Regions from separate parts of the Zea mays genome. Here region 1 is linked to region 2. Evidence: chromatin contacts called from public Hi-C data. All regions are on one chromosome and are shown on one strand. Each heading gives the region's core, a stretch centred on a gene start, on an enhancer-like site or on the middle of the called end of the contact. The rest is flanking DNA. Distances are from core to core; before and after follow the strand shown.

The links. A called contact is a pair of places that touch in the nucleus more often than the background predicts.
Region 1: a contact with region 2 is called in a Hi-C map of tassel, with 9 times the contacts expected there. The contact joins the promoter of LOC105667212 here to the promoter of LOC100526750 in region 2. A contact is called at or near these places in 13 of 25 Hi-C or Micro-C datasets (ear, endosperm, leaf and 3 more).

The regions. Positions count from the first base shown.
Region 1 is chr1:235,834,863-235,840,505 of Zm-B73-REFERENCE-NAM-5.0, reverse strand. LOC105667212 reads right to left here and starts at 3,101. Exons shown (of 6, transcript NM_001308029.1): 1 at 2,974-3,101; 2 at 1,299-1,366; 3 at 677-825; 4 at 539-595; 5 at 255-293. The coding sequence starts at 1,366. LOC103643444 (threonine--tRNA ligase, mitochondrial 1) reads left to right here and starts at 3,976. Exons shown (of 20, transcript XM_008666634.4): 1 at 3,976-4,401; 2 at 4,621-4,858; 3 at 5,029-5,088; 4 at 5,192-5,281; 5 at 5,535-5,609. The coding sequence starts at 4,091.
Region 2 is chr1:235,668,825-235,674,754 of Zm-B73-REFERENCE-NAM-5.0, reverse strand. LOC100526750 reads left to right here and starts at 2,656. Exons shown (of 3, transcript NM_001199030.2): 1 at 2,656-3,250; 2 at 3,399-4,053; 3 at 5,500-5,886. The coding sequence starts at 2,656. The coding sequence ends at 5,878.

The DNA.
Region 1 (5,643 bases), core at 1,852-4,351, 170 kb before region 2:
ACAATTAAAAGGTATAAACACTGTACAATCAGTAGAAGCCATTTCGGATTAAAGCCAAGCGAACAGCTTGTTGTGAGATTTCAGGTCGTAAATAGCACAGCATAGTTATGGAGCTCACAGGTCGTGAATACATATAAGATTTCAGTAATTCTCAAGTACTATATAGCAGAAAAGGAGGGGATACAGAACACAAAAAGAGACGACATATCTATCATATTTTGAATTCAATAGGTATCCAGTAAAGAAAAACGTACCGAGCTGGTTGATAATGGACGGAAGCAGATCTTGCAGCTCTGTTCAAATAAGAAAAATGCTAACATAAGAATACTGTTGTGCAAATCTAGTTCAGAGAAGTTTGTAATTATTTTCTCCCTGAAAATTCAAATTGACAAGGCATGTGTAACACAAAGCACCAGCTGCCAATGTGACAGAACTGTGGGACATCATTACTACCTAGTTATGTAGAAAACCAGCGCACAACAGAGTAGCATCTTAACAGAAGCTAGTTAAGCGGATAATGCAAGTCATGAGAACATACTCTTTGTCTGTGGAGTTCCACTGACCACCCATGTATTAGCACCAATTGAAGCTTGCACTGAAGGGGAACAAAAAAAATATTGTTAGAAAATAAGTCAAGTACTAATCCTGTTGAGTACTGGGGTCTGGAGTATCTTACCTTTAGGATTCACAAACTGAATAACAACATCATCCTTAAAGATGTTGACCTCTTCAATACCAGGAATGGTGTTCACTCCTATTCTTTTCAGGGTGCTCTGAAGCCTTTTATCATCTGTGGTCGTAGTCTTGTGGACTGCCTTCTTCTTCCTGCCACCAACCAAAGCTAGTTATAACTTATAAGTAAGAATCCAGGACTTCCTAGACCGGTACCGTACATATGACAGCAATGGTACCATATATATATAACAGCACGAGTATGATTAAGTAAGTTCATGAGTAGAACAACATGATTTGAACTATATAACATCATTTAGCTACCATTTTTTATCATAGCTGATTACCAGGTATAATTGCATAAGTCTGCAGACAGTACCATAAATAATAAATTCTTTTAGGCAAGTTCATGTACAAAAAAAACGCATACATAAATAAACAAAAGTAATTGGCAAAAATGATCCTGTTAAACCAAAAGAGTAATTACTCCACATAAGTCAATCTATTCAGAGGTTGTGAGTGCAACAGAAATGTACGTGCTAACACAAAGCAAAACACTAAATAGAAAGTAAAGCTCTGAAGAAATGTTGACATGTCATCTTTGATGAATATAAAAAAATAAGCACCTGCGCATGCTACCCTTCCCCCCAGTGCGCACAGCACCTGCCATCTTCTTGAGCTTTTCAACATTCATCTGCATGAAACACACAAAAAGGTCAGTACACAATTTGTTCAGTAAAGGCAGCAGACAAAACCAATATGTAGTACAGCTGTCAAGAAGTAACGGAAACCAAAAACTATGATATCAAAGAAAACGTATTTGCACATAGAAAAAGAAAAGGTGCAATCAAACATTGAATGTCATAACATGGACTAAAAGTTCATGGAAGAAGCAAAACAAAGTGGCAGAATACAAAGTTGCGGCACGACATAGAGTGTGTTTAGATGAGCTGTGGCTTTTGAAAAAACTGTTGTGAGTTGCGGGCTCTGGAAGCCGTTTGGTCCAGCAGTTGTGGCCTTTCAAAAAACTACTCTCATCTTCTCACAGTGACAGGCGGACCCTGTCCATCAGCTTCATCTTCTTCCGGACGGATCCTCGGTTGAGGTCATGCTCACCCGCATGGCAGCCGAGGTCCCTCGTGGTGACTAGGGCCATGCCCGTTGCTAGGGCATGGGCCAAAGCCATGCATGCTCGAGGGAATGGCCTTGCCCCGGGGAGGCCAGAGAGGGAGAGGTCGCCGGAGCCGAGCACAGGAGAGGAAGGAGCACTGCCATTAGCCGAAGACACCGCACGGCAAGAGGTCACGGTCTCAGGTCTCACAAGCCGGGAGAGGTTGGAGACAGGAAAGAAGAAAAAACAAACCGATATCTTCATAATGAGTGACAAGTGATAATTTTTTAAAGTTGCCCACCTTCACACCAGGTAAAAGCAGGAGAGCTGCTTTAATTTTTGTACTAGAGTAGAGGCAGTTTTTGGCCTAAAGCAATTTTAGTCCAAAACAGATAGTGCTTTTCACCCCTTTGGTTGGCTAGTCTTTTGGTTTTTGCAAAAGCAAATGGAAGTTTAGAAGTCCAACCAAATGGAGACATAAATAAGTAGCCGAAGACAGAAACAGAAAAAATGCCTAGCAGTAACCAGTTCAGACAACCAATGGCATCCACCCTGGCTATTTCAGCAATAAAAATGCACATGCACCCTAGCTATTTCAGCAATAAAAATGTGCATGCACCCTGGCTATTTCAGCAATAAAAACATGGAAGAGGCAGTGCATAAGGTAAGCCACGCAGTAGACACCTCCGGAGCCACTAGAAAATCGGTCTTAATCTAACTTCTCTGGAGCTAACTGCCCTTTCATTTAGTAGAGATATCCATGCAGCAGCTACCAATGACAAAATGCTATGAGTCTACCACAGTATCACTCAGTGTGAAAACTAAATCCATGACTTCTTAACTCGTCCAACGCTACGTAATCTAGCACAGCTGCTGCTATTAAACATCATATCAAGTGATTAATAAGAAACACGGTACATCTTATCGCCGAGCACAATACAGCAAATCTAATACAAATGGGATCTACTAAGCACCAGCGCTTTCCTACTAGTTCCGACCACACATCAATCAATAAAACAGCCCAAAGATAATCTCCGATTTCAACTCAAATCGTCCAAACGCGCATGTACGTAACCGGGCCAAGCGTGCAGATCCAGCAGCTCCTAGGCCAAACAAAATCGCGCCAAACAGCGCTACTCGATGCGAGAAGGAAGCTACTCACGCTACGATACTGGAGATAGGGAGCTCACCTTGGCTCGGGGCGCAGGGGAAGCGGCGGCGGCGAGAGTGAGGAGAGGATACGAATGCGGGACGGGGCGGACGGGAGACCCGCGAGGTGCCGAGAAAAGGATAGATAGGGCTCGGGAGGCTAGCTCACTGGCTGGCTGCCACTGCCCACTGCGAACCCATTTCTAGTTTAGGGTTTTAGCCCTGAGGGATTCTAGGCCGTCTGATTTGTGATGAACGGGTGCCGCAGGCTCTGTCTATATTAGCAACATTTGTACTACTCTATTATCATCTAGTCCATTGCTACAATTATTATACATCATATAAGTAGATTTTATTTTGCTAAAACATAAAAGTATTTGTCTTATAATGAGAGTGAGAGAGAAATAAACTCAAGAGCATAAGAACCTTTACTCAAGGTAAAGTTTTGTCATGCCGTTCAAGGTACCGCCCGCGTTGAGAAGCATGGTAGGGCTAGATTTTCTACCAGAAAATTTGCTGTCCACTGTGACATAGCATACTATACCAATCCATATGACACGATAATATTTTCGCCACGTGAGGGGCGTTAGCACAGCTAGAAATGTTAGAACTAAAAATAAAAGTAGATATGCTTATTTTTAAAATATAAGATTTTAAAAAGAATTATAAAAATAAAAAAACCACCCGATTGCCCACGCCACTGCCCACTGCACATAGGCGGAGGCATTTCTCTTGTTCATCGGCTAAGGCTTTTTTTTAAAAGCAATCCAGTTTTTAAGATTAGTTTTTATTTTTTAGATAGAAGAGACTAGCTTTTTAGTTTTTAAAAAATGAAAATCTAATTTCTATAAATTGACCCAATTTCTATAAACATTTTTTAGAAACTGGGTGAACAGGGCAGGGCGTAAGCGAATAGGCCGAGCACTTGGCGTTTCATGGGCCAAATTCTGAGGGCTGGGCTGAAGTAGATTTTGTTCCTGGATTTCGTAACGAGCACGGGAATCGGTCCTGTTAATTTTGTTGGGCCACCGGGGCCACGGCCTACGTCAGCAACAAACACTTATTTTTCTCCTCCGGCCACCCCGCCCGCCCAACCTATAGGCGAGACCGGAGAGTGCCATATCCCGCGACGCCGCAGCATCCGCTTGACTCCACTTTATGCAAGTGTGCCTCCGGCGAGGCCTCTCGCTAGTTCGGCAGCACACCTCCCGCGTCCTTCCCCCACTGTCTCTCCACCCTACCCGCTTCTTCCTTCACCAATCCGCGTCCGACCCGATGGGTGAGGGTTCCGTTCCTGGTAAGGACGCCAAGGGGAAGGGGAAGGCCAAGCACCCCGCCCAGGCTTCGGCCCTGGTCGCTCGCGACGACTCCTACCTGGAGGCCGTCACACATAAGAGGATTCGCTTGTTCGAGGAGATCCAGGCAAGGCAGGCCGTCGAGCGGCTGAATATCGGCGGCGAAGTTATCAAGTGAGTGCTCTAACGGTCTGCTTGCGAGGTTATTGTCGAATTAGAGTCAGGCATGTGAATCATAGTATCTGCACTTAGGTTTAGCTTATGAAATTCATAATATGGCACCATGAAATTGAACAGCTGACTGTTAGTTTTTGCTGTACCAAATGTTGTCTGCTTGCTCATAATGCTGATGGATTCTCACTCTGAACCATTGTTTGGGGCCATGCCCTTCAGGATAACTCTGCCTGATGGTGCAATCAAAGAAGGGAAGAAATGGATAACAACCCCAATGGATATTGCTAAGGAGATATCAAGTGGATTTGCAGCTAGTTGTTTGATAGCTCAAGTGGACGAAACACTCTGGGATATGGGGAGGCCACTGGAAGGTGACTGCAAATTGCAAATGTTCAAGTTTGATACCAATGAAGGCCGTGACACCTTCTGGCACTCAAGTGCTCATATTCTTGGAGAAGTGAGTTGGCATTTCGCTTGTTCATGTCTTTGAGCATGCTTTTTTTATTTAAACATTTTTCATATTCTTCATGCTATTTTGTTATTCAAGTGAGTTTCAGTATTTGTATAATTGTATGTGGTAATTCATTTTCAATTCAATTATCATTAAGTGTAGATGTAAATTTGCAGTCTCTTGAGAGAGCATATGGCTGCAAGCTGTGTATTGGGCCTTGCACCACAAGAGGGGAGGTATGAAAATGACCTGAGGATCAATCACCTTAAAGCTTAATGAAGTTAATGTAGCCATTTTATCTGTTGTTGAACTGCTTTCTATTCCACCTGACATGTTAAGGGTTTCTACTATGATGCTTACTACAATGAGCTGACATTAAACGAGGAGCACTTTGGTGTCATTGAAAACCAAGCTAAAAAGGCTGTTGCGGTATGCTTTGAATTTTAACTCATCATTTAAGCTTATTATGTGAACTTGTTTTGTGAGCACTATCTACCTAGATGATTTATTTCAATGCATTTGCGAGGGGAAGGTTTGCCCCGGTTTATCCCTTCCCCAGACCCCACTTATGTGGTAGCTTTCGGCACTGGGTCTATCCATGTCTTGCATTGTTTTTGTGACACATTGAAGCACTGTAGCTAGATACATTGGTTATTACATGGTTAAATCCCATTTGGTGCAGGAAAAGCAACCATTTGAACGCATCGAGGTCAGCAGGGCAGAAGCTCTTGAAATGTTTGCTGAAAATAAATTCAAGGCAACCTTCCTTGCTCCTATCTTGTTCGTTTCAT
Region 2 (5,930 bases), core at 1,407-3,906:
CCGCGGGGAACGGGGATGGGGAATGCTTCCCCATCCCCGTCCCCGTTTACCCGTCGGGGGAGAACTTTTCCCCATTTACATCCCCGTGGGGAAAGAAACTTCCCCATCCCCATCCCCTAATAGAGGAATTCCCCGCGGGGAATCGGGGATCGGGTCCCCATTGCCATCTCTAGTCGTGAGGCTATAAAGCCGGCCCGAATCTCCTTGGGCCCAGCCACGCCACGCCATGGCTTTCCATCCCCCCAATACCAAGTAGTTCCAAAAACTAAAGGGATGCTCAGTGGAAAGGTTGTGCCTGCTCTTTTCCATACAGATTTGCGTTCATCAATGGCAGCGCGGGATCTCATGAGGTCACTGGGTTCTTGCAAGTGGGGAGAGAAAGGGAGATCTACGAAAGACTTGTTAGTGGGCCACCTTTTCCCTCTTTCCCCACAAGGACGAGATCGTGGATTAGAGTAGGAAAGTGATTCCGCATTGGTCTCAAATCTTGGCGAAAGATTGCATTGTGTACTCTCCACCACTCGACCGGCAACGAGGCATTTTGTTATTGCACGATGCATCCTTTGCACATGAGCTAGGCTTGTGCCTTTGAGTATTCAGTTAGCATTGCAACCCCATTTCAATTCACATGCTTGTCTTTCCAAGGAACTTTCTAAGCCACCTAACAGACATTAGGGTTTATATCAGAATCGAGCTCATGGCGTACTTTATGCTGCACGAACAATGGGTTGGGGGCGTCGTTTCTTGCATGAGAGCATGCGCATCCTGGTAAGGATTTCGCCAAAAGAACTTTAGTCCTCTACCGACTTTGTGTTTGCGTGATCTCGTGATTTGAAGCCTGTGGTGGTGTGCTGAGGCAGCATATTGGAAGGTATCTCTGTGTTGATATGGCATCCGTCCGTGGACAAATCGATACCACATACTGTTCTTGGATTCTATTCTTGGGATTGCTAAATGATCTAGATAGATTATATTCTCTTGTTGCAGCCCCTATTGCTTCAATACGAAGAAAACCCAACGTTTAGAACTTAATAAAACCATTTGTGAGCTTAGCTGCTTAGGCAATTCATTTTTATGCATGACAAATATATAATAATATTAGCTATACTATTATTGATGCAACCTGTGGGAGCGTATAAAATGGTACTTCCCCAATTCTAAATTATAAGACGTTTTGACTATATATTCTACATACATATGTTTAATTTTATATTTAGATAATCGCTATGCCTTAATATATAGTAAAAAGTAGTATATCTAGAAAAGATAAAACATCTTATAATTTAAAAATGGGTAGAGTATTATATTAGATATGAACAGTGCTTAGATGCCACCAAAATTTTGCCATGCCATCCTAAGGCCAGCAAAAGTTTGTGTCTTCTTTTGTTTTCCAAACCACTAGATGCCAATATACTATTTATCATCGATCGAGATGTAGGTCTTAGTTAATTGTGTCGGGTGCCCTTGAGAAAGAAAAGAAAAAGGTGGGATTTTGTTTTCGCTTAGACGATGATTGGATCTCTTGGTCTCTGAATTCCATCCCGAATAAACAAATGAAGTAGGTCCTCAGTCACCCTTGCCCTGTTAGCTGCAAGAGAGCTCATGGTTTCCAGCCACACAATCAGTCCATGGCTCCTTCTCCTTGGCCTAAGTGGTGGCCAATCATTGTGGGTGATCGAGTCTTGGGCCCTCTGAACAGTATTACACAACAGTAATCCTGCAAAAGATTTGGTATATCTAGATTCTAGAGTGAGCGCCGTGTTGTGCCCAGCTAGGAATGGGTTGTCAAGTGCAACAGGAGGAGGACCCAGGATGGTCAGGTGTAATAGGCTCTCATTAAAAGACTGTTCAGATGGATTAGAGCAACGACGGGGAAGCCGGGAAAAAAATGGTTGGTTCTGCTTTCCTCTCGCTCCCCGGCCGGGTTCATATATGAATCTGAGAACGATATTTTTTGCTTCATTTTTCATTTGCTATATATTTAAACTGTTTTTTTGTGTGTGTGTGTGTGTTCATTGAGCTCAATACTTGAGGCTTGATAGGGAGAGGAGTGAGGCAGCTGATCACATGGACCTCCATCTGAGGACAGTTCCTCTTCCGAAACAGAAAGGAGAGTGCAGGGACCAGCGTGGCCTGTACAGTATTGTGTTTGCCCTTTTCCTTTGGCAGGGACAGAGAGCTTCAGGCTTGTCCTCTTTATGTATGCTGCTCGCCTGCTTCAGAGTCAGAGCTTCCCCTTCTCACTTCTCAGAGAGAGAGAGAGAGAAGAGAGAGAGAGGAGAGCCCTCCACAGCTCCCCTGTCCTGCCCTCAGGCATTCTTTGTCACAGGGGGCGAGGGCTGAAGATCATCACATGGTGGCCTTTTTTGGGTCTGTGGCCTTTGGTCTTTTAGTGCTTCTTCCTTTTACCTCCTCATGACATGAACCCCCTTTTTAAAACCTCCCTCAAAATCAAATCACCCTCCTGCTCCTTTAAGAGCCCTCAACCCCTTCCCCTCATTTTCCTTCATCCCTCAGCCTTTGCACAAAGGGCAAGAATAACGCAGTATGATCACCTGATCTCCTCCCGCCGCCATCACAATCCCACACGTACGTGAGACAAAGGTAACAGACGCAAGAAGCTAGCAGCTGCAGGAGATTGCTCAGCCCATCTCCATGGAGGTTGCCATGGTCGTCAGCGCAAGAGCCAGCCTGCTGATCCTCGTCATCTCCCTCTGCTCTCCGTACAAATTCATACAGAGCCCCATGGACCTGGGCCCCCTGAACCTGCTCCCCACCACCAGCACCGCGGCCGCGTCCAGCGACTTCGGCAGGATACTCTTCCGCGCCCCGGCCGCGGTGCTGAGGCCCCAGTCGCCGAGGGACATCTCCATGCTGCTCAGCTTCCTCTCCGGCTCGCCCTCGCTGAGCAGGGTCACGGTGGCGGCCAGGGGGGCAGGCCACTCCATCCACGGGCAGGCGCAGGCCCCGGACGGCATTGTGGTGGAGACGCGCTCCTTGCCCGGCGAGATGGAGTTCCACCACGTCCGCGGGGGAGGCGAAGGGCGTGCCTCCTACGCCGACGTGGGCGGCGGGGTTCTGTGGATCGAGCTCCTGGAGCGGAGCCTGAAGCTTGGGCTGGCTCCCAGGTCCTGGACCGACTACCTCTACCTCACTGTCGGCGGGACGCTGTCCAATGCCGGCATCAGCGGGCAGACGTTCAAGCACGGGCCACAGATCAGCAACGTCCTCCAGCTGGAGGTAGTCACAGGTGAGACACACGCACGCATGCATGCGTGCATGCATGGTACATAGATGAAACACAAAGATCAGATTTTTTTTTCTGCCTCTCTTTCTTGACCAACAAACAACCTCTCTCTCTCTCTCTCTCTCTCTCTCTCTCTCTCTATAACAAACAGGACGAGGGGAGATTGTGGAATGCTCACCCAGCAAGGAGGCCGACCTGTTCAATGCCGTCCTGGGAGGCCTAGGCCAGTTCGGCATCATAACCAGGGCCAGGATCCTGCTGCAGGAGGCTCCGGAGAAGGTGACGTGGGTGAGGGCCTTCTACGACGACTTGGGCGCCTTCACCAGGGACCAGGAGCTGCTGGTGTCGATTCCGGATTCGGTGGACTACGTGGAAGGGTTCATGGTCCTGAACGAGCGGTCCCTCCACAGCTCCTCCATCGCCTTCCCCGCGAGCGTGGACTTCAGCCCGGATTTCGGCACCAGGAGCAGCCCTAGGATCTACTACTGCGTCGAGTTCGCGGTGCACCACCACCACGGTTACCAGAAGCAGTCTCAGGCGGCCGTGGAGGCCATCTCGAGGCGGATGAGCCACATGGCGTCCCAGCTGTACAGCGTGGAGGTGTCCTACTTGGACTTCCTGAACCGGGTCAGGATGGAGGAGGTGAGCCTGCGGAGCGCCGGGATGTGGGAGGAGGTGCACCACCCGTGGCTCAACATGTTCGTGCCCAAGCCCGGGGTCGCTGGCTTCAGGGATCTGCTCATGGACAACGTCTCGCCGGATAGCTTTCAGGGCCTCATCCTCATCTACCCACTCCTCAGAGACAAGTAAGTACCACTCTTCTAATAATAATAATTATGATGACACAAAAGCTATGTAGTAGTACATCCATGAAGATACGCCTACTTTCGGCTTTTCTCAAAGCAAGCTTATCTGCTTTTATTAATCCCGGCCTCTTCCGACCGTCCTCTCACTTCATATTAGCTTCCAAGAAGTCCAAGTTGGGCAAGCAAGCATTTCTTTGCATTATCCACAGCAAGTTGCCTCCTTGCGCTGCCTACAGTGGTAACGACATGGGTACTGTTTGGTTTCCGAGTAATAGCGGGATATGAAGCCGCCCCGCTCTTAATTTGTTGTTTTTAGATTGATTTTATATAGGAGATAGGGACTTTAAAATATATATTTAAATATTGAACCATTTATCTTTAGAAAATATTTTGGACGGAGCCGTTTTCTCTATGGAACGTTCTCTCTCTCGAACGGAGTCACTTCATTCTAACCGGCTTCACAATCAAACATTACCTTAGATGACGACGAAGTGACGAGAAAAGTGATCACTTATCGTGCGTGCATTAGGGATGATAGATCCCTTTTGCTTAATTAGCATGTTGGTTTGTTTTTTCCCTATGTCCAGCAAAGGCGCTCGTGGGACCCACGCCGTCGTATAGAGGCGAATATGGGTTGTTCTATCGTGTGTTTGTACTAGTGGTCCCTCGGATAGCATCACATCTGCGTCATCATCAGCATTGTATGAATCAGCTAAAACTGTAGATGAGCTCAATCAGTCAGTAGCATCAACCTTGAGAGTGGCGACAGGGAAATTATAAAACATAGTAGTAGCTAGCTGATCTGCTTTGGAATTAGTCTTCGTTTTTCTTCTTTTTTCACCTAAGGGCTAGTTTAGGAACACAATTTTCTCAAAAAAAAATTTGAACTAATTACTCTTAAGAAAATGGAAATTCCTAGAAAAAAAATGAGGTTGCCAAACTAGGCTTAAAAGATTTTTTTAACAAGTGCAAACAACGTCGTAAACTTGTAATCGATAGCACAAGTTATTCAGTTACAAGCGTCTTGTTATGTGTTCATACCCTCCGAATAAATTTAGACAAGTTTACATGGATGCAAAAGGGGTTTAAATATGTGTATGTGCTAGATCGCATCCCAGTGTCAACTCTGAACTGATTGAGCTTTAACAAAAGATGAAGTCGTCACCCAAAGTTCCACGTTCACCGCACTGGACTAGTGTATATATAATCTACAGGCCCAACAGAGACCTCTGACTTGCCTCAGGAAAAACCACTAAACCAAAAGTCTCTCTCTCGAGAGAGAGAGTCAGAATACGCTGAACTGCAGAATGTCAGCTACACCACCCATACACAAATTCCTGCTACCGCTTATTTGAAATTCACAGCGTCTCGTCAGCAAGCTCTAAAAAACTGTTTGTTGCTGTCTTCATCCTTTCTTTTTTTTTTATTTGATTTGATTGACGACAGGTGGGACACCAACACGTCGGTCGTGATCCCGGACTCCGGGCCCACCGCGGACGACCCGGTGATGTACGTGGTCGGCATCCTCAGGTCCGCGAACCCTGGTCCAGAAGAAGACGGTGACGGCTGCTCCCACCGCTGCCTGCACGAGCTCCTCCGCAGCCACCGCCGGATCGCCGACGCCGCGGAGGCGCGCCTCGGCGCCAAGCAGTACCTGCCTCACCACCCGACCCCGGCCCGCTGGCAGCAGCACCTGGGCCGGCGCTGGGAGCGCTTCGCGGACCGCAAGGCCCGGTTCGACCCGCTGCGCATCCTGGGGCCCGGCCAGGGCATATTCCCTCGGACGGCCCAGGATGCTGCCGCCGCTGCTGCGTACGGGAGCTAGCATTTTATATATATATATACGGCATGAAACAGTATAGATTATTAATTATCAG